Regions from separate parts of the Triticum aestivum genome. Here regions 1 and 2 are each linked to region 3. The links are chromatin contacts, called in public Hi-C maps. All regions are on one chromosome and are shown on one strand. The core of a region is the stretch at or near the end of the contact, and the rest is flanking DNA. Distances in the headings are between cores, read along the strand shown.

What was found. A called contact is a pair of places that touch in the nucleus more often than the background predicts.
Region 1: a Hi-C map of leaf shows a contact between it and region 3, with 4 times the contacts expected there. The contact joins the promoter of LOC123120330 here to the promoter of LOC123120344 in region 3. A contact is called at or near these places in 2 of 5 Hi-C or Micro-C datasets (both in leaf).
Region 2: a Hi-C map of leaf shows a contact between it and region 3, with 3 times the contacts expected there. The contact joins the promoter of LOC123120332 here to the promoter of LOC123120344 in region 3. A contact is called at or near these places in 3 of 5 Hi-C or Micro-C datasets (all in leaf).

What each region holds. Positions count from the first base shown.
Region 1 is chr5D:230,995,397-230,998,774 of IWGSC CS RefSeq v2.1, forward strand. LOC123120330 (PP2A regulatory subunit TAP46) reads right to left here and starts at 1,963. Exons shown (of 9, transcript XM_044540300.1): 1 at 1,647-1,963; 2 at 1,440-1,562; 3 at 1,242-1,328; 4 at 1,013-1,117; 5 at 528-689. The coding sequence starts at 1,793.
Region 2 is chr5D:231,175,666-231,178,723 of IWGSC CS RefSeq v2.1, forward strand. It overlaps LOC123120332 (cytochrome c-type biogenesis ccda-like chloroplastic protein 1), which reads left to right and starts at 1,335. Exons shown (of 12, transcript XM_044540302.1): 1 at 1,335-1,577; 2 at 1,672-1,752; 3 at 1,856-1,911; 4 at 2,258-2,385; 5 at 2,494-2,579; 6 at 2,673-2,704; 7 at 2,930-3,058. The coding sequence starts at 1,478.
Region 3 is chr5D:231,481,368-231,484,471 of IWGSC CS RefSeq v2.1, forward strand. It overlaps LOC123120344 (protein LEAD-SENSITIVE 1), which reads left to right and starts at 1,735. Exons shown (of 4, transcript XM_044540313.1): 1 at 1,735-2,138. The coding sequence starts at 2,042.

The sequences.
Region 1 (3,378 bases), core at 713-3,212, 490 kb before region 3:
GAGGATTAAAATTAGAAGACCTGATAGTGTGCGAAATTTTAGGTCAGGCACTAAAGAATAAAATTAGTATGGTCTTGTTATGTGCTACAAAATTCTGATCGCCCCCTAGAAGGTTTTCAAGAACCTAGCTGGACACATCAAAATCCAGACAATCAGTATAACTTGGTAAATCAAATTATTTCCTGTCGAACTGAACAGAGCCTTATAAACTAATTAGTACATGAAAGATACTTCCAGATTTTGGAATATTTTTAAGGATATCTTACAGCTTTAGTATATATGCTGGCATTCCAGTTTAGCAAACAGTGTTTGATTCGAAAATTATTAGCAGGCCATGCAAAAATGCTAGCTACTCTCTCCATTCCTAAATATAAGCCTTTTTAGAGATTCCAATAGGACTACATACGGAGCAAAATGAGTGAATCCACACTCTAAAGTAAGTCTATATACATCCGTATGTGGTCCGTATTGGAATCTCTAAAAAGGCTTATATTTAGAAACGGAGGGAGTAGATGTCTGATGCTAACCTCCCTTTCTTCCTCTCCATCAGCCTCCAAATCATCTTCTTCCCCGGCTTCAATAGGTGCTGATAAAGCCGTTGCTCTCAATGAACGCCCGCGCCTTTCCTTTCTCTCTTTGATCTCTTGGAGCTTCGTTTCTGCAGCCTTTTGCCGCTTGAACCTGGCAACCTAAGCTCGAGAATTAAGGCAACAGAGTAACTTACATGAAATTAACGAACTTAGATAGAGATATAAGTATCCCAAAGTTTGAAGGCTTAGCATGATGGTCGCATCCCAGATTATCATGATTCTCTTACCGAAAAAGGCTTTCGCCCCGCTTTATAAATAAAGCAAACCACCGAGCACAAAGTCAACAAGTTACACACAAACACAACGCCACCGCAGGCAAGGTCCAACAAACACGCACACGAACACTACCCAAGGCTCATGATTCTCTTGTAAAATGGAAATTATTCAGTGAATCCTAAAGATTTTAGGGTGCAGAGGTAAACCTTTTGTGCTCTTCGGTTTGCCCCTGTTTCAGACTGCCCCTGCCTATATAACTGAAGCTCGTCCTCTGGAATAAGCTCCAATGCTTCACATACAGAAATGAACTCCTGTAGACACCAGCAAGGATGATTAGCACATGGTAAATGGGTAATCTAACGATCTGACACCACACAAGGAGGCACGCATGATAAGTGCTCGACAAATCAAGCACAAGTAACGTGACGACCTAACCTTCAAATGGTCCTGCGATGCCTTGAGGACCGGAATCCGGTCCTCCTGCTCCACTTGCTCAGTCATTTCCCCAAGGTAGTACGGCACCTGAAGAAACCAAACACCCTAATCACAGGTCGGACCAGGACCAGCTATAAAACGGAGAGGAAACTCCTCAGATGTGGCGTGAGAGGGAGAGGAGGGGGACGGTGGCCATACGAGCAGGTACTTGAGATTGGCGGTGGAGACGTCTTCCTTGGTCTCGTTGGAGGAGAAGAGGCCGAGCTTGCTGACCATGTCGTCGCAGCGCCGCAGCAGGTCGACCCCCTTCCGGATCCCTTCCTGCCCAAGCAAAACCGATCATGTGAGGAGGAATCGCGCAAACCAACCAAGGGCCGGTGATCCGGAGGAAGGAGCTAAGGGAACCTGGTCGATGGAGGAGCTGGAGGCGAGCGAGTGGAGGTGGGATGCCCTGTCGAAGAGGGCGGGGAGCGGGAGATCGGCGTCGTCCTCCGCCGCGTGGACGCGCAGCTGCGTCTCCATCCTGTTGCTGACGTCCTCCATCTCCCCCATTTTCCAGCGGGCGCCTCGACACGGCAAGAGCGAGGGCAGAGGAGGTGGGGGGAGATCGCCGGGTAAAACCCTAAGGAGGGGCAGCAGGGCAGAGTCGCCGGGAGGGAGAGGGGCGGAAGAAGACGATGGTGGAATGGAAGTGTCGGGTTTGGTCTGGCCTGGCCTGGCCTGGCCGGCCAGGGGAAGACATGTGGCTCGGGGTGGCCAATCTGGCGAGTAGAACCGGGGATGAATGTTCGAGAGAATTACATGTTCGAGGGAAGCAAATGTTTCTTTTTTCGTATACTTTAAGAATTATAAACCCCTTTGTATTAAACAAGGAAAATGATTCAAATCACCTGACTGATAACGACACGTGCTTCCGCCGGTCCCGGGGCCGTCAGATCGAATTTTAATCAGATCGACCGGGAGTAACGTATTACCTAGAATAAACTTTGCAACTGAGTCGTTGTTGCCATCCCCAACCGTAACGAGTGATGTTGCTGAATCTGGATCTGAATCCTCTCGTGAGCAGTTGCGTCCCGTGCTCTCCCGAGCTCGCCGTGAAGCCAACGCCGTCATGTGCTGCTTCGACGCCGCCGCCGCTGCTCGCCGCCGGCAGCACGCCGACAAGGTCGACTCTCCCCGTCTCCGGGGGTCCGCTCGCGACCAGTGGCCATGGCCGCTCGAGCGCGGACATCGGAGCTCCGCTTCGGCGGTCGCCGTCCAACTATGATGCTCCGACCCCATGCTGCATTGCCTCCAACACCACCATCTCCCCTTCCCCAACCAGACTGAGCTCCTGCTCGAGGCCATGACCGCAAGCAATGTGATGCGGGGACTTTCCACAACAAGACATTTGTTGCAAGCAAAAAAGATTTGCAACAAGGGGTCATTTACAAAAATATATTCTGTAACACAATCTTCGTTACAAATATTGTTGCAATAAGACTAGTGTTGCAGAAGGGTTCTCGCAACACGACTTATGTTGCAAAAGTGACGATGACGCTTGACAGGATGATTGCGTTAGATTGGACGCCTCGTAGACCGGCGGATTTTTTGGAAAGATCCGTCGGCCGACGCGTAACACGGCTCAACAAACAAGGTTTAAAAGAGGCACCCTTCTTAAGTAGCAAACCAAATATGCCATTCTTAACGACTCAGTCGGTGTGGTGATGCCGATTCATCTGCCACCAATGGTCCAATTTGATACCAACGGTTGTGATTGAGATTGAGAATCTATCTATTTTGCAAAATGCCCCTGGAATCTATCATGAGTTGTTAAAACTATAAGCCTCCTTTGGTTCATAGAATAAAAATAGTGTAGGAATAGAAAAATTATAGTAAGTGAGATAATACACATATCGATTGTCATTATTTGATGCATAGGACATGAATATTTTCATTGAGTCGGCTAATGCTTTTTCCTTTGAAATGTAAATAATTGATTCTTATCCTACATAGGAATAGAGATCCATTTCTACAAACCAACGGTCTCCAAAGGATTTTTTTTTTCTTAAAATTCTATCCTTTAGAATTCCTACAATATTCCTATGAACCAAAGGAGGTCATATAGTATTTAATCTTGGAAATATAAAGTATGTAT
Region 2 (3,058 bases), core at 85-2,584, 310 kb before region 3:
CAAAATCAAACAACCAGGCAAACCGGACCGGGCGAATTATCGAGCACGATCAAATTAAATAAAGGCATAAAAGCATATAAGATACCCTGACTTGGGGGTAATCAAACTTCATTAATTCACACAATAATGTTTGGATCAAGCTAAACAATAATCTGAACTAAGATAAATGAAAGGAGCTACGCGTAAAAGTGACATAGCAGGGCAATGTTCCAGGGACAGGGCTCGAGGAAGCCCTTCTCCGCGTGTCGGATCCGATATGCTCCACCAGAGAGCACTTTGTCAATGATGTAAGGACCATCCCGTGGTGGCGACAATTTGTCCTTCCCCTTCTTGTCCTAAAACCGACGTAAAACGAGATTTTCGACATTGAATGCCCAACCTCGTACGTCGCGGGCTTGATAGCGGCGAAGCTGCTGCTGGTAGATAGCTGACCTGGCTACGACAATGTCCTGGGCTTCATCTAGGGCGAGGAACTCGTCATCGGAGCCGTGCTTGAACGCGGTAATGGCCTATGCGTCCTTGCAGTCCACGATCTCGTCGGGTCCAATAGTTACATACTGACTCGTTCTTCCCCTGCTTCATGATACACAGGTCGCTGGCATCGGCATGTTGGACGTAAGTACCTCAGAAATTTGCGCTTAACTCGATTTGAAGGTCCTCGCAGCTTCTGATCGATCCAGGAGGCAGAGTGTGAAGCCGATCCTCCCACACAACAAAGTGTGTATTTTCTGTGATCAAGTTGTCGAGACCATGCAACACTTTCTTCTCCATTGCCCATTCCCGAGGCAGGTCTGATGTGACATCCTCTCCTGGTACAAAATCCCTGCTACTTTGCCCTCAGACGACGATGATTTTCTACAGTAATGGGCATCCATGACGTCCGCTACATCCGCTACCATTCAAAAGGACATTACTTATATCATTCTGCTAACGACATGGCTCATTTGAAGGCATCAAAACAGTTGCATTTTCAACAACACACAACCCTTTATCTCGCTCGTGCAAACCATCAAGGATGGGGCTTTATCCTGGGCTAAGGCCGGTGCCAAGGGTGTTAACATGTTAATTTCAGAATAACTTTGTACTCTATATGTTTCTAAATATAAAACGTTTTGATAGTTCAATTTGAACCGCTAAAACGTCTTATATTTAGGAATGGAGGGAGTAGTTGTGTTTGGGGTTGAGCAACATTGTCTTTTGCTTATGTCATGTTTCCTACATCGATTTGTGTATGTAGGATGTTGTATCTTTTTTATTTTGTTGTTCTTTCTATCAATGCAATGATATGCGTATTTGTCAGAAATGTTTTTTCACCGGCGTGAACCAGACACGCAACGCAACACGCTCTATCTCTTCTCTTGTCCACACGCTCACTTTTTGTCTTCGTTACAACAACCATTTTCAGGCTTCAGCACGACGCAGCCGAAAAACACTTCTTCTCCACTCTCCTCTGCTCGATAACCTCCGCCCTCCCGCCATGCTCTCCGTCGCCATGAGCACCCGCCCTGTGGTCTCCCGCCGCCCGCACCTCCCAGCGCGAGCTGCTAACTCCACCCCATCCTCCTCACCTGCTACAGGTGTGTCTCCGCGCTAACCGCGTGTTCGTGCTTCCATTAGCACCCAATCTGCTGTTTTTACGTATAAATAATCCCGTGAGAAAAACATTCGCAGAGACTCGTGGAGCCAGGCCGGGGGCCGAGGTGAGGCGGTCGCTCCTCCGCCCGCGCCCGATCGTGCTGTCATCTGTGGCCGGTACTAACTCGAAGCTTACCTTTTGTGTACTTCTTTTTCATATCTCTTGCTGGCAACGTTTTCGATGAAATGGCTCTGAGAATACTGCTGTTTCTGCGTTCAGTGGGGAGTCTGGTTGCTGCTGGGGCTGCGAATGCTGCCGACCTCGGGGATTCTCTGGTGAGACAACATGGAGGGCCTTCAAATCTGTTTTGTTCTTATCGTTCCTGGATGCCTCCTTGTTCTATAGAAGCTGTTAGTTTTAGGCATTAGCTAAAATCAAACTTTGACTATCAATATCTTCAAAGATATTTGGATTAGTAGTGTAACACGTAGCCAATTTCATAAGCCGTAATCAGCACACCATGCATCAAAATCAGTCTGTACGCTATTGCAAAGTGCTTCCAAACTATCTAGGCTATATCTGTGTTTCTTGTTTCTTGCTTGTTGCATCCCTTGGCAAACCTAGAAGGTAAAATCTTTATCTACATGGAGTGATCCCCCCAAACCTTTTCTTGTTGTTCAGCTAGGATCATCCGGACTTCTCTTGGCTGACTTAAGCATCGGAGATTGGTTTGGAGGTTTATTATTTTCAGCTGGGCAGCAAGCTAATGAGGCTGTTCTGGATCAGTTGTCTGCTCTCAGTTTCACTAGGGTGAGCTTTCTTTCTCTGCAGTTAATGTGCTGTAGACACAGCATCCTCTAATTTTCTGCTCCCTATCCATACCTCTTTTCTTTCTGACCTTTTCCTCTATTCTCCAGCTTGGCAGTAATTTTTGGTGCTGGACTTGTAACTAGTTTGTCTCCCTGTACACTCAGTGTTCTGCCATTGACTCTAGGATATATAGGCAAGTATAGTGGCTATTCTGAAATGATCTCTTTGACCCAGAATTGGTTAGCACTAATGACATTGATATATCACATCTTTTAAAATCTTCCAGGTGCTTTTGGCTCTGGAAAAGATCGAGCTGAGGTAATTTAAGACAACTAAGCATATTCAGGTTTTGCGTGCCATAAAAGAACCAAAAGAAATTGATGATGGTTATCTGTCAGAATATGTATGTGCAATATCGTTATCTGTCAGAATATGTATGTGCAACATCTAATCTGTACTAAGACGCTTACATGATTAGTTTGGCTCATTGATAGTCTGTGTCATACCTGATACAAATTGAGTTGTTTTTGTTCTATCTAGTAGATTGTTGGAAATTCAGTTGCTTTCTCATTAGGACTGGCAACAACCTTAGCCATCCTTGGTGTTGCTGCTTCTTTTGCTGGAAAGGCTTATGGGCAAGTAGGACAAGGACTCCCAGTGGCTGCTTCTGGG
Region 3 (3,104 bases), core at 485-2,984:
GTACCCCGGAGACTTCGACCCCTTTCCTCGATACTCCAGTAGACGCTCAAGAGCAACCAGAGACTGACTCGGAGACTTCGGCTCTAGCCCAAGAAGTCCCGGAGGAATTGCGGGCTCCAATTGAAAATAAGTCCTTTTCTGGCACCGCAGATGCATGAATGGAGATTTCGACCAACTTGAAGTTGCACTTTTACAACTTTTGGCTTGGGAATTCGTTGAGCTATTTGGCTTTGGGTTCGGTTTAGGAAATGGGGTGTCTTGATCATGACTTGAGCTTGTCCTTTGCCTCCCAACTATACCCTTTTAATAGTGCATGAGCACTACTAGTCAAGAACAAAAAGGAAGGTAAAGTAGCTATCAGTCACAAAGCCCTTCAAGATATGGTAAAATATCAATTTTTTCTCTCCATCATGCCTTGCATAAACCCTAAATATTTAACATGACGTTAATCAAATATGCTAGAATATGAATTTTTTTCGTTCGACAATTCCATTTGACCAATTAAGGTAAATGCTTAGACGTTCTCTCACGAGTAATACCATGTCCTCACATAATGAGTTGAATTCATTTGATAAGTACTCTCCACTACGATTTGAATGAACTCGTTTGATTTGATTTTAAAGCTAATTTTTAATTTTTGTATATTGTAAAGTAGTGTAGAGCCTTATCTTTAGTTTTGAACAAATACGGGTAGCAAAATCTAGTGAAATCATCTATCAACGTCATTAAGTATTTATTTTTCACCTTTTGTCAACACAACATTGATTTTACATAGATCAGAATATATAAGGCCCTTCGCATTGCTCCATGGTGTGCATGTGTTAAGCATGCCACATAAGCAAAAAATAAGTAAAAAATTAACATGGTAAAGCAATTAAGGAGGACAGAGAGCACTTTGATAACCGAGAAGAAACAATGCTAAGCGCGCGAAACACTTAAATAAAGGAAGTTCACTAATGCATGAGCGAATTTAGTTTTTTTGCGAGGTTGGAGAGAATTTAGTTGTTAAATAATTAAACAAAGAAAGCTTAGGTACTCCCTCCGTACTAAAGCTAGTACAAAGTTAAGTTACTTATTTTGGGACGGAGGAAGTACAACAAGTTAAGCATATACACATTGCGGACTTTAGTTGTTAAACACTTCAATGAGTTTAGCATCTCATCTAAGCACTTTTGCATTAGAAGAGACCTGAGCTTCAAGGATGTCAAGTTCATCTTACCCGACGCAAGGTTGCATATATATCACACAACCTTGACATTTAGAGCGCCTTTCCTAAAGTAAAACTCAAGATTAAATGTATTTTAGCAACGTCAGGTTGACAACCAAAATTACTTTTGTAAAAAAAAAATAAACTTATTTTTGGAAAAAAAAAAACTCTGTTCGTAAGGAAACATAAGAGCGTATGAATGAAAAGATGATTGCGCTTAGTCCTGGCCATGAACAACCTGGCCTGAAAAAGCTCAACCCGGCCTGGCCCCGGGCCTGGGCCTAGGTTTTGAGCCCGAACATCGGGCCCGGTCAGGGCCCGCTGTTTTTGCGCTTTACTGAAGAGTCCCGACCCAAGGCCCGCTGACTTTTGTAATGATGGGCTTGGGCCTGAAAAATAGGCCCGATGGCTGGGCCGGGCTGGGCTCAGGCCTGAGTTTTCTACCTCGGGCTTGGTCAAGCCTGGCCCGGCGGATGGCCACGTATAATTTGCGCTAGACAAGGAAACACCAGCAGATCCTAAAAAAAAAAGGAAACACCAGCAGTCCCGACCCGAGAGAGAAAGAGAGTCGTGGTCGTCGCGGTCGCGGGCACGGACGCGGGAGCAACGGCTGCTTTCCTCGTGCCCTTGCTTCCTAACCTAACCAAGCAACCAGCCCTAACCGATTGCCGTCTCCATCCGCGTTCATCCAGCCAGGGCATCCTTTGCCGCTAAGCAAGCGACACCTCGGGGCCGAGGCGACGAGGATGACCGTAATGCTCTAGCCCCGGTGATCTCTGCCGTTTCAGATTGGGGAACTCGATTTCGATTTCGACCCCAGTGCTGGATTCGTCGATGGTGGGGGTGCTGTCGAATCGGGTGGGCCGGGAGGCCCTCGCCGCCGGGGATCACATCTACTCGTGGAGAACCGCCTACATCTACGCCCACCACGGTCGGTAATCCAATCCCCTCATTCTTCAATGCCCCAACCAATCCCCCCTAGCTATCTCTATCAATTGGTTCGTTAATTAGCCGAGGATTAATTAAGCACCCTGCCACCATTAATCTCGCGCCTGGTCCTCCGGGCTCACCTTGAAGACGCCCTGCAACAATAGATGCCCTCATCTCTGAATCAGACTATTAGGCTAAATGGTTTCTTAGGCTTGCCCGCTGGCCCCGATTGAGGAAGATTTTCGTCGAGTGATGAGGAGGGTTGTTCCCAATAACCATGATCTTGCCAGTGTTGCTATTCAGCGGTGGATCGGCTCATTCTTGCTTCGCCGAGTGCGTCTGGGTTCATCAACTGTGGATGCCTATGCTTCAGCGAAGCACGATTGGCCACCTTTCCTTTTACCCAGCAGCACCAGCACCACTGAAGGCATGGTGGATGGGGCGCGGATGCGAATCCGGAAGGGAAACACTTGAGTTTTCGACACCATGGTAATCATGGTCTGGGATCTCCTCTGCTATGTGGGATGTGGCATCAAGGATCCCAGTGAGGCGAGCACTCAGGTCAGGCTGGAGCGAAGGGGTTGGCAAGTTTTATCTTTTATGTGACTCAGATATAGCGGAAGTTGTGCTCGTGATTGTTCAATCTGGACTGTTAAGAATCGACTGCAAGCTTTGGCCATCCCGTACATTTGTAATTTGGCTTTTGACTGCTTTCTATGTAATACAAAGGCCTGCAAAGCTTTTGCCGTTTGTTAGACTAGTGGGCTTTGAATAGCATCTTATAGATTGATATATTCCTTCTCAAGCCGCATTTCGCTCACGCTCGTGCTGCCTATGCTTGCTAGTTTTCGCCATGCATACGCTCCTTACTGCAATACTTGTTCGTGATGTTCTCTTGACTTGTTTGCTTGTACACATGTGCTAATATGTTGTCATAAATAATACTACTGTAGTACTGACTAGTTTG